2 separate regions of the Ovis aries genome follow, and region 2 is linked to region 1. Evidence: chromatin contacts called from public Hi-C data. All regions are on one chromosome and are shown on one strand. Each heading gives the region's core, a stretch centred on a gene start, on an enhancer-like site or on the middle of the called end of the contact. The rest is flanking DNA. Distances are from core to core; before and after follow the strand shown.

What was found. Hi-C and Micro-C count contacts between places; a contact is called where the count stands out from the background.
Region 2: a contact with region 1 is called in a Hi-C map of omental adipose tissue, with 2.8 times the contacts expected there. The contact joins the enhancer-like site here to the promoter of LOC101117971 in region 1. A contact is called at or near these places in 6 of 16 Hi-C or Micro-C datasets (blood, omental adipose tissue, skin fibroblasts and 1 more).

The regions. Positions count from the first base shown.
Region 1 is chr19:53,224,200-53,231,105 of ARS-UI_Ramb_v3.0, forward strand. LOC101117971 (C-C chemokine receptor type 1) reads left to right here and starts at 4,145. Exons shown (of 2, transcript XM_004018514.5): 1 at 4,145-4,363.
Region 2 is chr19:53,282,030-53,288,935 of ARS-UI_Ramb_v3.0, forward strand. All of the region lies in intron 2 of FYCO1 (FYVE and coiled-coil domain autophagy adaptor 1), which reads left to right. XCR1 (X-C motif chemokine receptor 1) reads left to right here. Exons shown (of 7, transcript XM_060402614.1): 3 at 1-2,441; 4 at 2,959-3,189. Among named protein-coding and RNA genes, the nearest start is that of XCR1, 43 kb to the left of the region's middle. Within about 2 kb of position 3,707, at least 13 of the 54 cell types and tissues checked have an H3K27ac peak or open chromatin away from gene starts, as enhancers often do.

The sequences.
Region 1 (6,906 bases), core at 2,895-5,394:
AGAGCAATCAAAGGTGTCACTGTAGATTGGGAGGATGGGGGTTCAAGGACCATGGCCTGGTGCCTGCCAGGAAAGAAGCTGGAGGATTGAGCAGAAACCAGCCGTGGGAACTGACAAGGGGCTGCCTGTGAGACGAGGGCAAAGCCAGGAGGCTGGGATCCTGCACACACAGAGGAAGAGTATCAAGAAGAGGGAGCAACAGTGGTATCAAATGTGCTGAGCTGTCAGGCCCAGCGCAGCCTGAGATCTGACCGTTGGATTTAGCCACGTGAAGGTCACTGATGACCCTGACCAAATCACTGGGGGCTAGGGGAGAGCAGGTTCTAGAATCGGGTGAAGTGGAATTGGATGCAAATAAAGACGGCCCTTTTGAGTATTGCAAAGAGCTGTGCAGAAATGGATCAGTGATTAGATGAACTTCCCTGGTGATTCAGTAGCTGAGACTATTTGCTCCCAATGCAGAAGGCCCAGGTTTGATCCCTGGCGAGTGAACTAGATTACGTATGCCACAACTTACAGATCCCGCAAAGAAGATCCCATGTGCCACAACTGTGAATCAGCACAGCCAAATAAATAAAACATTTTTAAAAAGAAATGAATCACTGCTTTGGAATATGCTATCTAGGTTGGTCATTACTTTTTTTCCAAGGAGTAAGCCTCTTTTTATTTCATGGCTGCAATCACCATCTGCAGTGATTCTGGAGCCCAAACTTCAGGATACTTGCCTGGAAAATATCATGGACGCAGGGGCCTGGCAGTCCATGGGATCGTAAAGAGACGGACACAACTGAACAACTTCACTTTCTTTCGTTCCTCATAAAATAAAAACATTTTTCCACCTTGCCTTTGATATTCCTGCAGATCTTCAGGTAAGCTGCAGCTTTCTCTTCATTGCAATGGTTCCTCTCCCTATTATTATAATATTTTTGAATAAAGTCTCTCTTTTATCTAAAAAAAAAAAAAAAAAGAAATGAATCAGTAAATAGAATTGAAAGTGGAATCAAGGGAGACTTTGCTTGTTAACTTATTTGTTTCTAATTTGTTTCAGATCAGATAAGAGCATTGTGTGTATACTGATGGGAATATTTGGCAGACAGAAAAAAAACTGGTGATACCGGAGAAGATGACTAGAATGATGTCCTCGTGCTGATGAGAGAGGATTTGATCCCAGGCAGCGTGGACGAGATGGGCTTGGAGCATGGAGAATCCATCCGCGTGGCAGGAGGGAGGCAGGTAGAAGGGCCAGGGAAGGATGGATGGGAAGGAGGGAGGTGGGGTGTGTAAACAGTCTCTTCTGAGCCTTCTGTCTTCTCGCTGACGTGGGGAACAAGGTCATCAGCTAAGACCGAGGATGATGGAGGTGGTGCTGGAGGTTCAGGGAAAAGGCAGAAAGTGTGACATAATGTCTAAGGGGGGGAAAGCCGTTGATGGGCATGAGGGGCCCTTTGCATGCGGCCATCAGTAATTTAGGGGGGTCCCAGTCAGTTTCACGTGTGGTTTCCTCCAGCCACGTTCAACTTCTTGGTGCCGGTGGGGATTTGGATCTGATCAGGACTGGGTTTGTGCCAGGGGGACACAACCAGATCAGAAAAGAGTGAAGGCGTTGAGGATGTATGTACAGGAGGGACTGTAATGATGGCCCCTGGACTTTCAGGTGATGGAAGTAAGGGCACGAGGAGGCTGAGGGTCAGGAGAAATTGAAACGTCACTGGTTGCACTGGGGTCAAAGAACCGCTGGAGCTGAGATGCTAGAGGCAGTGAGAAGGAAAGGTGAGTGAGAGGTGAGGGGCTGGGATGTCGGGAGCCGAGACAAAAAGGACACAGATGTTGATGGCGGTAAAATCCCGGGATTAGGGAGGGTCAGTGGAGTGAGTGGCTAAGGATGGGGGAAGACAGGACCATCAGAGGACAGGAATTCAGGGAATCCTGGGTGAGGGAGCTAGAGGAAGCCTGCGCTTTTGGTAGAAGATGAATATGGCTTCAGAGCCCTTCCATCTTGGTACACCCTGGCTTTTACAGTGTGACTTTATTTCTTCCCCTGAAAAGGCAGGTTCTGTTTCCTGACTGCCTTGTCTGTGGTTTGGCTCTGTGGTGAGTGATAGACTGCAGCACAGGTGATCCTCTGTGGCCTCAGAGATTTTTCCTTAAGATGCTTTATAGGTTCTTCTCATGCCTGAGACCATGAAGCATAAAGCCAGCCTGGCCGACAGGAAGACGAGAGCCACGTGGAAAACTGAGGCACTCCTGTCAGCAGGCAGCGCCCACCATCAGACGTGGGAGTGAGGCTGTGTGGGAACACCCGCCTAGCTCACAGAATCAGAGAACAATCTCCTTGTGGTTTTAAGCCCCAAAGTTTTGAGATTGTTTATTAGGCTGTGAAAAAAGAGATGCATGTGAAAAGTGAAATCAAGGATTATTACAAGAGAGCATTAGAGAGTAGTACCCAACCTGAGCTAACATCCAAGGTGTCTTTTTAGAAAATTATAGTTTCTATTTATGTATTTATTGGCTGTGCTGGGTCTTCACTGCTGCTCGGGCTTTCCCTTGTGGCCAGTGGGGGCTACTCTCTATTGCAGTGCCTGGGCTTCTCATTGCGACGACCTTGCTCGTTCCAGAGTACAGGCTCTGGGGCATGTGGGCTCAGTAGCTGGGGTCCCCAGGGTCTAGAGCACAGGATCAATAGTCGTAGCACACAGGCTTAGTTACTGCGTGGCGTGTGGGATCCTCCTGGACCATGGATTGGACTCATGTCCCCTGCATTGGCAGGCAGATTCCTATCCACCGAGCCACCAGGGAAGCCCAGGAAATTAGGGTTTCTGTTCTTTTTCATTGTTGAGCTACTTTGAGTGGTGCCTTGCTGCTTATTGTCCAGATGTCCAACCTGTACAGCAAAGTGTGATAAGGGAAACTCTACCACCACCACCGCCCCCTCCAAAACCTTAAAACTCTCTGAGCTCCAGCACCTGCCTGTCACGAATGACTTCCTGCTATAGAGAGTAGGAAGGCTTCATGGAGGAAGTGTCTCTTGGGTGATCCACGCAGGATGAGAGAGATCCGCATGGACAGCAGCACCCTTTCTGACTTTGCAACCTGACCCACCACAAGGGGCAGCTGAGCACGGCAGAGGGACTACCGGACCTTTCCCTGTGTTTTGTCAGGTTGGGGGTTGTAGAATTCTGGCTGGAGGGCCAAGAGAGCCTATGGCGTGAGAAAGGGTGGTGGGAAGAGAGCCTGGGGAAGGAAATTAAAGAGGAATGGAGTGGGAGGTGGGGGGAAGAGATGGGGTTGGGGGGAGGTGGCAGAGGGCTACTGCCTAGGAGCTACTTGTGCACCCCAAAGGCCCTTCTGTCCATCTGTGGGACACTCACGCATTGGACTTTGATGTCTGAATGTGACCTGGGAGCAGAAGCAACCTCCTTGGCCCTAGAGAGAGAGTGTGTCCCAGGATTAGGCAAAGAGAGCGCTCCAAGGTCAGGAAGCTGCCTCCCCTCTCCTGGAAATCAACCTGCTGGTGCCGCGTTTGAAGGTGCACCTCACTCACAGACAGGATCCCTGCAGCTGAGGAGCCTGGCCTCACCCTTCTTGGCTACACAGAGCATAAGCTTTCTAGGATATTGACCTTGCGACAGGAAGGAGAAGCACAGACGGGACTGGGTCAGAATCAATTGTCATGGATGAAACGCAAAAAGGAAATCTGTGAGATCAAAGAGGAGGGGCCAGACAGCCGACAGACATCCAACAGACCTGTACTCTCTCCAGGCGGGAGGCTCTTCATCATAGAGCCGCTCCCTGAGCTTGTGAGGCAGACTGGGGAGCAGAGAGGGGCAGTGAGCAGTTGCTGGCACAGGCGCGAAGGGGGTGCCAAAGAGAAGGGACCTCCTGCCCCTCTAGGGCTGGTAGAGCCAGATTGTTTTGAAGACCCAGAACCCAGATTTTCTGTTTAAATCCTTCCATTTGCAATCTTTAAAAAAAAAGAAGAGGAAGACTACTTACTGAGGGCAAGAACTCGATTGCTTCAGAAGCTTCAGAAACATTCATTGGCACCCACCTCACCCTGCTCAACTCCACCCAGCCCCACCACCCAATCCCCTTAAAGCAGAGCCGCCTGAGGAGAAGTGCAGCTGAGTGAGCAGGAAAAAACCTTAGAGTGAACTTGGCGTTCAGAAACTGGACACCCTGCAGTACAAGAAAGAAGAACTTTGTCCCCTTCTTGTTCTGAAAGCCTGAGACCCAGAGTTCTATCTCCATCATCACACAGGAAACTGAGAACTTCCGACTCACTCAGGACCTTGGCCTTGAATTCATAAAGCATCTAAAAGCTTCAGAAACAAACACTTCGTGGACACAGTCCCCTGAAGCCAGAGTAAGTGGAACTTGTCTCTTCGGGCTTGTCAGTTACTTTTGAAAGCGCCGTTGTTTGCATGTGGCCAGATTGGACGGTAGTTTTCCTGTTGCAGGACATGACTTGTTTATCAGTCCATCTCCACAGAGATGGGGAGGTCTTTGAGGGCTAGTCAAATGCCTAAGTAACCCAGCAATGCATCTGAAAGGCAGTGCTTTGTATAGCAATACTGAGGATGGATGGATTTATATGAGTGCTCAGATGTAAAATAGGGTGTTCTTTTTATTTTGAGCTGATTCTTGTTCTTTCTAAAAACAGGACACTTTCTTGTGTGATTGCTTGTTGATGACTGATTAAAAAGTCAGCCCACTGTTAACATACTTTCTGTGGAAAGCTATTCAAGACACTGACAATTGTCAAATTTCCCCACATACTCAAAGACCAAACATGGTATAAGAGGAAACTGCAGCGAAAGGATAATACTAGTTAGTAAAAGCTTTGCAGATGCAAAGATGATTTGATACTGAGACAGTTTCTTAAGAAGGCTAGAGTCAAGGAGCCCCAAAATCAGGACTGTGGGCTGTCTTTGAAGGAGGTAAGATCTCACCCACCAGAAGGTAGGCAGCTGGCCAGGTGACCTCCTTGTGGGGACGGCAGCAGGGGAGGGCAAGGGGCATCCATTCTGTTCTAAGGAAGAGGAAGGTCAGAATTTTGTTCTGAAGAGAAGCAACATGGGGGGCTACTTGGAGGTATCTACTTAGCCTTTCCTCCAGTAGGTCTGGAGGGTCCTAGACTTTCAGGATTAGAAATCCCCAGAAGTCTGCACAGCCGACCGCCAGGCTCTGTGCCCCTCACTGACCCTTAAGTCCCCACTCTGGCTCCAGGACAGCTCTAGGCTATTCAGACTGAAGGGCATGGATGCACTGGTAAGTGTTTATCAGCTAATTCTCCTGAGAAAAGTGCCCTGATTCCTAGTGCTGGCCGATTCCCATGTGTAAATGTTCCCATTCTGGTTGACTTTGAGTCACCAGCATGCTGGATGCAGAACAGCTGCACACGGCTGGCTCTTCTGAACCAGTAGAAGCCAGCTCCTGCACCCCACCAGGCCTGGGCGTCTTCCACCACCACAGACGGCCCTTTGTCTGTCCAGAGGCTTCACCAGCTCCCAGGATAAAGGGTGCTGGTGCTGGACCACTGGGGCAACGGCCTGAGGCAGACGTTGGTAGCAGGCTGCAGACGGACTGGCGCATGACATGGCAACATGCTCCTTGGGTCTCGCCTCCAGGGCCTCACTCCAGTCCATCTCCCTTTAGGAACAACATGCCCAGGAACTGCTTCTGGTGCCCAACAAGTGGGGAAGTAGTGAACTGGCTTGAAGGTGGGAGTGGGTGTGAGGGTGACTGTTCAGATGGCCCCTGACAGAGCTGACGTGGTTTGCCTCCACCTTTGCCAAAATTCCCCAGGAACTGGGCTCACGGGCTCGGCCTTGCACCCCTTGCTATCTGTGCTGCCCGCTGCTAACACGGTAAGCCTGAGAACCCACCCAGAAGTGCTGACTGCCACATGGAGCTGTCTGCACTGGCAGTGGCAGCAGAAACCAGAAACTGCCAGCACAGCTTGTTTAGTGAGGGGCAGCCTGGGTTTCTCCAGAAAGAGGCTTGACTGGCTGTATGCAAGTTCAGAGATGGAGGAGAGTGCCCTAAGGATGGATTGGATGGGAAAGGACCGCCCCCCAGCCTGGGGGCCCAGCAGCACCTCACCCCCCTGAGCCTTAATCTCCGAATGCCACTGCAGAAATGTGAATTTTGTGAGCAGGAAACATTCATTAAGCTCTGTGGAAGGAGGAGCACTGGACTCTCAAGATTTTAGATGGAAATTATGCTGCAGGTACCACTCACTTTACTGGTCGATGTTTAGGTCAAATCAGTTAGATTGATGGCAGCATTTTGGAAATTTCACAGTACAGTGCAGATGGAAAGGACTGTCAATATCCATCACTCTCAAGCAGAATTCATTTTCCAGATTAACTACAGGGAGACTTATAGGGAGTGGGGTGCATCCTGGTGGCACCAGGCCTCAGAGCAGGGCACCTACAGGGAAGGAGGTCCCCCAGTATTTACTGAGAACCTGATAATTTCCAGAGGAAGGCTCAGACATTGCCTTACATTAGCCCTGCAAGGTAAGGGTACTTTCCCACGTTACAGATGAGGAACTGAGGCTCAGGGAGGTAGGTTAACTTATATGAGGTCACAGAGCTGGTAGATTACACAAAACCGTGTGCTCCCTTTGGGGAGGAGTCTTCAATAAGTGGTTGGAAAGGTTGGGAGGGAGAGCTGAAAAGCAGGGGCTGGGGATTTTCTACAAAGGCAGGCTATCTAGCGGTTTTTGTTTTGTTTTGAGGCAACCCTGGTTAGAAAATATCTAAAGATATTCTTTTTAGGAGAATTCCGCCCTATGTCTGGTCACTGTGTAACACTTCCTGCCTTGAGGCTGTTCTGAGCCTTTCTCTCCCCAGGGCCCCGTCTCCTTACCAAATCACCCCACTCCTCCCAGACTGTTACTGA
Region 2 (6,906 bases), core at 2,457-4,956, 57 kb after region 1:
ATTTGTGAGCAAGGAGGTAGTACTTTCCAGTGCAATCATTTGGGGCCACAAAGAGGTGGTGAGGATGAAAATGAAGACTTCAGGCAAAGATGAACAAACCTTAGGGGGAACTACTATAAATGGATTTTCGGTATGTTTATTTATACACCTGTTACTTCATTCAAAAAGTCACTAGAGGCAGTGACGACTTGTTTGGCTTTATCAGCAGGGAAGAAATACAATCAAACATGAATGGCATACAAACGTGCCTTGCGCACTGAAAAGCATGAACTAGCTTTGTTCTCCAAAGGTGTCAGCATTCCAGATGCAAAGTAGGACGGTGTAGCTCTCAAACCAAGCACCCCGCCCGCCTCCTGAAGACACAAAGGGAACTGCGGGAAGAGTCGGTTTCACCTGTCCAGTGCAGCGGCAGGGAGGAGGTCCAGTCCAGCAGGTGGGGCCGGGTGTCTGGAATCCGGCACAAAACCATGCAAAATGCAGACCTAAACCAAGAGAGCATCTGACATTGGGGTCCAGCCAGCCAGGCGCCGAGAGGGGTAGAACTCAGAAAACAACAAAGAGAACCCCGAGAGCAGTGGTCTTCCCAAATCCAGGAAGATGGGCAGCAGGTAGGAGGGCACCTGGGACAACAGTAGCTTATAAGGCTGTGGTCACTGGAGTGAAATTTTGAAAGAGCCCTGAGCAGAAACTGAGAAAGATAGGAGTAATAAGAGAGGTTCTGGAGGGACTGCACCACTGTGAGGTAGAAACTGCATGCAAAGAGAGAGAAAAACCCCAGTTACTGAGGGCAGGTACAGGTGGGGGGCACCTGGTCACACCTGAAGATGAGGCCCGAGTGGCCAGCGAGCTCTCCTTAAATGCCACTTCTTAATGTTAGAGTTAATCTCGGAAACAGAAAGAATATTTTAAATAGGATACATTCAGCTAGAAGTAAGCAGAAACTGAACTGAAAGTAGCGAAGCAACAAGGAGGCTGTTGACTCATGGGAAGTTCGGCGGCACAAGGCAGTGGCTCCGAGTCCCTTTGCTGGTGACCTTCTTGCCTCTGCCTCGCTCAGGCTGCAGGCAGAGAAGTGGTCCCTGTCATGCTGGCTTTGGGTGGGGGCAGAGCAAACACAGGGCGGATAAGCCATGCAGGCAGGGCAGGTACCTGAACAGAATCATCCTGAACAGAAAGAAGGAACGGGGAACAATGCCAGCAGCACGCCCCAGAGTCCACCAAGGGCGGGAGGCAGCACAGCTGAGCAGCAGACCGGCTCACCCATGCTGTGGCATCTCTAGCCAGCTGTGTGGTCTGGGGCAAGCCACCTTGGCTCTGGAGGGTTCCATTTTTTTTCCATCTTATGTTAAAGTGATGAAACAAGAGAATGTGTCAGATTCTATCCTGCTCTAAATAATCTCTGACTCTGTGAGTTGGGATGCTCATGGCTTACTCAGTATATAAGCCTTCAGGTATGGGACATGATTCTGGTCTTTTGTAGAAGATTCCATTTTCTAGAGTTGGCCAGAGCAATTCCTCCCACCCCTCATGCCCCCCAACTTGGGACCTTGCCACTCCGTCATCAGGATATTGAGTCTAATTCTCATCCCCTGGCATCTCTGCCAGCCTGATGACTTGATTGTATCCATAGCAGCTCATAACTGATAAACTATGGGAGAAGTAACGCTGAGAGACTTCCCAAAAGGCCATGCAGAATCCACTTGGTTCTCTCCAAACACTAGTTGCAAGGGAATCTAGCACCATATAAGAAATTCAACTATTCTGAAAATGCCATGCTAGCGAGGCCAAGAGTAGGTGCTCATGTCGACAACCCAGCTGAGCCTCCAGTCCACAGCCACCATTGGCTGCCAGCCATGAGTGTGCGCCATCTTGGGCATCCATCCTGGGCTGACCTTCAAATGATTAAAGCCTCAGCTAACATCATACTGCAACCCCATGAAAAATAATACAAGTAGAGGGCCTAGCTGCCTTTCTAGAATTCCTCACCCAGAAAATCAAGAGCATAATAAAAACAAGTGTTGCTGGTCTGCAGCCCTATGTTTCAGAGAGATTGGTCAGGCAGCAGAGATGACCAGAATAACCTTATAGAACAGTGGGCATGAAGGAACAAGAAAGGATTGAGTCAGCTTTTAGAGATTGTTTCTGATAGTTGCCAAACACTGAACATATCTCAGTTCCTTTTTTTTTTTTTTTTTTTTGGCTATTTAAGGAAGCAATGGAGAGATTCTTTGGAGACATGATCTGTGGGCATCTTACCAGGAGATAACAGCAACGAACTTTCACCTTAATGCAGCCCTTTGGAGTTTGTAAAAAGCAAAGCAGCTCATTTGAGTGTCAGAACTAAGGGGTAGGGCACAACTCAACCTCCATTTCGGCCCAGCAGCTCTCCTGGAAGTCCTGAGACTGTGACCCGCCTACTTTCCTCAGAAAGAACACTTAAGGTTGAGCAAACCTCCCTTCCGTGAGCACCATGTGTAATAGGCACACTGCCGGGCACGTTCCTAATTGTCTCTGAACTGTGCCTTCATTTGGGGACAGCGAAGAGGCCTAGAGGCCTTGCAGCCACCACATTCCTACGCTGGCGCTCCTGTACTTGTCATAGGGTTCCCTGTGACGGCCTCGGAGTCCAGTCCCCAGCAACCCTTTTCACGGCTGTTTTTAGCTGCTGCTTGCTGTCTCAACTCTTACCAGATGCATCCTCTGGTTAATGGTTTTTCTTGCAGTGGGTATGCAAACAAAACTGCGCGATGGCTCCGTGAGATGGGCACGGCAGATACTACTAATCACTACTAAGGTGGTGGCCAGCCGTCACAATGGTCCCCAGTGGTTTATGCCTCTGGTGTTCACATCCCTGAGCTGGCCTGACTTGGGTAGCAGGTGAGATAGTGCAGAAACGACAGTGCATGACTGCAGAAGCTTGGGCATAAAAATACTGTGGCTTCTGTCTTGCTCTCTTAGATTGCTCACTCTGGCGGAAGCCAGCTACCATGCCAGGAGGATACTCAAGCATCTCCACGGAGGACACCTGTGTCCAGGAACCAGGGCCTCTGTCCAGCAGCCATGTGAACAAAGCTGTCTTGGAAAGCAGAGCCCCCAGCCCCAGTCATGCCTTCAGATGACTGCAGCCCCAAAGGACATCTTGACCTCATTCCATGAAACACTACGAGCTGAAACCACCTCAGTGAGTCGGTGAGTCGCTCACAGATATTCGAACCACAGACAGATAATACTTACTGTGTGACCCACTACATTCTGACAGAGTTTTTAAGAGTGACAGATAATTAATATACCCATTACACAAGTGAGGAAGTGAGCCTCAGACACACAGTGATTACCCACAATTGCACAGCTAGAGCTATGGGAGAGCTGGGAAGAGAGCCCTCATCTTGTGACTGCTGATCCTCAGCACACGGGTTCTCTTACAGCCCCATGATTCAGCAGTTCTCCAATCTGCGTTCGGAAGAGGCAGACAGGAGGCTGCAGGCACAGTGCGGCAACTCCCTAGGCAACTGCGGCCACACCCAGGGAGGGAGCGGGGCTGAGACCCTCTGCTCCTGCTCATTGCAGCCCTCCTGAGCAGGAGGCACCAGAAACAGGGACTTCTTCCCATCAGGGCAGACCCATACCGGTGCAGGCTCACACATGTGTTCCAGCCTCAAGCCCTACGACAAAGCAAACTGCAGCCGACCCACGATGCTACTGGTCCTGCAGGGCTGCGGTGGGAAAGCTTTGTGGTGTCAGGGCTTGCACGTAAGATCCTGCCTGCAACACAAGGTCTGGCCTTGCCTCCCAGCTTCCTCCCTGCTGATTCATGCGTCCACTTCAGAGAAGTCACCCCACTGAAGGGTATTTTCAGTTCTCATGTGACTCACCAGCCATGTGACCACCAGTGCCCCCTCTGCAAGCAGGGCCCATGGGCGACGTGAGCCCTCTGTACTGACAGAGTGTGGTGGACACGGGGTCAGCAAGTGACAAGTCTAGCTGGTTCTGTTTTCTTGTCCTTCCAGCTGGGTTGGACTTATTCCAGCAAGAGCTATGATGGTCCCCTGGGAGGCGGGCGGGACTGCAAGGCAAGTCTGGAGGGTAGTTGAAGATAAAAGGGCAAGAAGGGTTATGTAGTCCCTGCTAGTCTCCAGGGTCCCTAGCGAGGCTGTCAGCCAGGAAGCAATGAGATAGAGCCCTAAGGCAGGGCTGGGCTTCCCAGCAGAGACAGGCTCATCGTGGGCCAAGGAAGCAACAGAGAGTAGCCCCTGGCTGTGCAGGAGACCTACCTGTGGGAGCATGAGGGAGAGGCCTAAGGTGGTGAAATTCCTTGATAAGGGGCCTAAAAGGTCCAGCAGAGAGGCTTGTGCCTAGGTCCTCCTGTGGCGTTCAAAGGCCTCCACAGTAGGAGAGGTTTTTTAAAAATAGGGTCTAAGACACTTGCATTCTAATCTAAACCCAGGATCATATTACCTGGATCACTTTGGTAAAGTTGTTGGCCCATCTGTGCCTCAGTTTCTTCATGAGCAGAGTCAAGTGAATGATTTTCTGAGTTCCTTGGAGCCCAAGGATTCTGCAGACCTCCCTTAGAGTTTGCCATTGGCAAGGAGCCTCTAAACCTATATTGTCCCACAGAAATAGTAAGTAAGCCACACATGCAATTTAAAATTTTCTACTGCACATATTTTTAAAATTCTAAGAATAGGTAGAATTGATTTTAAGAGTATCTTTTATTTAATCTGTCTAGAATGTTGCCATTTCAACATGTGGCCAATTTATTACATTTACTAATAAAATATTTTGCATTCTCTTTTTTTGTACTATATCTTCAATATCTGGTTTGTAATTTTGTACTTAAGCGCATTTTAATAGGGACCAGCTGCATGTCCCCGGCTCAGTAGCCTGAGTTGTATCCCTGACCTGTGAAGAAGGAGGAGACCGCCCCCTGGTGGGAAAAAACAGGAAAGTACATGAGAGACTGAGGTGCTTTGGACTGTGAACTCTCACGTCCATTTTCTTGGCTCAGTAATCACGGGTAATGTCAGCAGTGACTGTATACTGAGGGCATCTGGAGAGAGCGCAAACAAATCAGAGAAGCAGGCTAAGGCCAGACTCCTGATGAGACTGTGAGAATTGATGGCAGCCTCCCTTGCTTCTGGGAAGAGAGTTGACTGTGGACTGTTGTTTCAAGGAATGTTACTCTGAAAGGGAGGGACATGCAAGGGATGGGGCACAGAATAGGAGGGTGTTTCAAGTCGGGGAAAGGTATCTGGACAGCAGTAGAGGCCGAAGAATAATTGTCATGATTGGAGCAAAGGAGCCAGAGGCCTTGCCGAGGCAGACCTGCAGAGCTGGTTAGCAGTGCAGCCCTTGGGGCCAAGCTTCACTGGCTCCTGACTGCGCCTTCAGTCTAGCTACTGACCTTCTTGTGCCTCTGTTCTCACATCAGTACAACGGTACCTGTCTCTTGTGTTTGCAGCATGGTGAGTTGTGTTTGCTATGAGGATTGATTCTTTTTTTTTTTTTTCAAAGTAACATACTCAGATGCTAACAGCAGACGTAAGAGAGTAGCTCTAGTGACTAGAGGGATTCCTTCAGAGGGGCAGAATTTTCTGTGAGTGCTCCTACACCAGTCTACCTTTTCCTCAGTGGGTTCAAGTTCAAATGCTGTTAGCTGGCAAGACTGAGTAGTCTCTACTCAGAAGTGACAGTATCATTTCAACAGGGGGCAGTGTTCAACAACACATTTCTCTAGCATCTTTAAGCTGAAACTACCAAGTCCAGCTTCCTGACCTAGCCGGGGGCATTTTGAACCAAGGAGGGCCTGCCTCTTGTTATACGTCCTTCCCAGGGAAATATGGAAGTTATCTAGAGTCACAATTCTGTTTTTTAACTTTGATGCTGATGAATTCAATCATCTCCTTTTTTTTTTTTTTTTTTACCATCTGTTGAGTCACTAAGTGGCAATCAATGACCAGTATCCTGTCTCATCCTTTCAGGTCTGCAAGGGGAGGTTAATTCACAAAAATCACATTATGCCATAAACATCATTCAGAATACTTTGTTTTTCAACACGATGTTTTTGAGCTACCACTGTGGAGCTATAATAATAATATTATGACTATTTCTGAGCGCTACTTTGTCTTACTTGTGTGCAAGTACCAACATTTTATGTATCCCACTTCCTAGTGACAGACACCTATGTTGTTCCCAGTCTTTGCCATCACAAACAGTGTTGCCGTGAGCATCTTCCCACCTATCTCCTTAGGCCTGTGCAGTCTTTCTCTGGATGAGGAACCCAAGAGTGGAACAGCTACAACAGAGGGTATTTGCAGCCTCACCGGCTCCCAGGCTGTCCCTCCAAATGCTATACCAGTTTACTCTCTCACCAGCTTTGCCTCCAGGGTTCTCCCTTTCCTCTTTCTCATTAGTCCTTGATATTATGACTTTCTAATTTGGCCAAATAAATGGGCAAAAAATGATGTCTGGCAGCTTTAGTTTACATATGCCTCATTGCTCCTGAAGCCTCCTTATATTCCTTGAGCCATTCCAGACTTGGATTCAAAGGGCAGCTTCTGTCCAGGAACAGGCAACGTTTTCTGATAGACATGCGGCTCTTCACCAAGTGACCTGGTATATTTTGGTGTAGCTACTGTTCCCACCAGCCCTGGGAGGTACTCACAGCACATGAGACTCAGAGAGCTTACTGACTGACCCTTGGATTGTCCAGTTATTACTGGACCTGGGATGAGAATCAAGGTGTGCTGACCCCTCACAAGGCTCTTCCTACTCGACTGTGTTATACCCGGAGCCCATCAATAAGAGATGGCCTATCCCCCAAAGCACAGGGTTCATGTGTTTGTGAGAGAGCTGGGGGTTTTGTTTTTCTTTTGTTTCTTAAATCAGCTTCACTGAGGTATCATT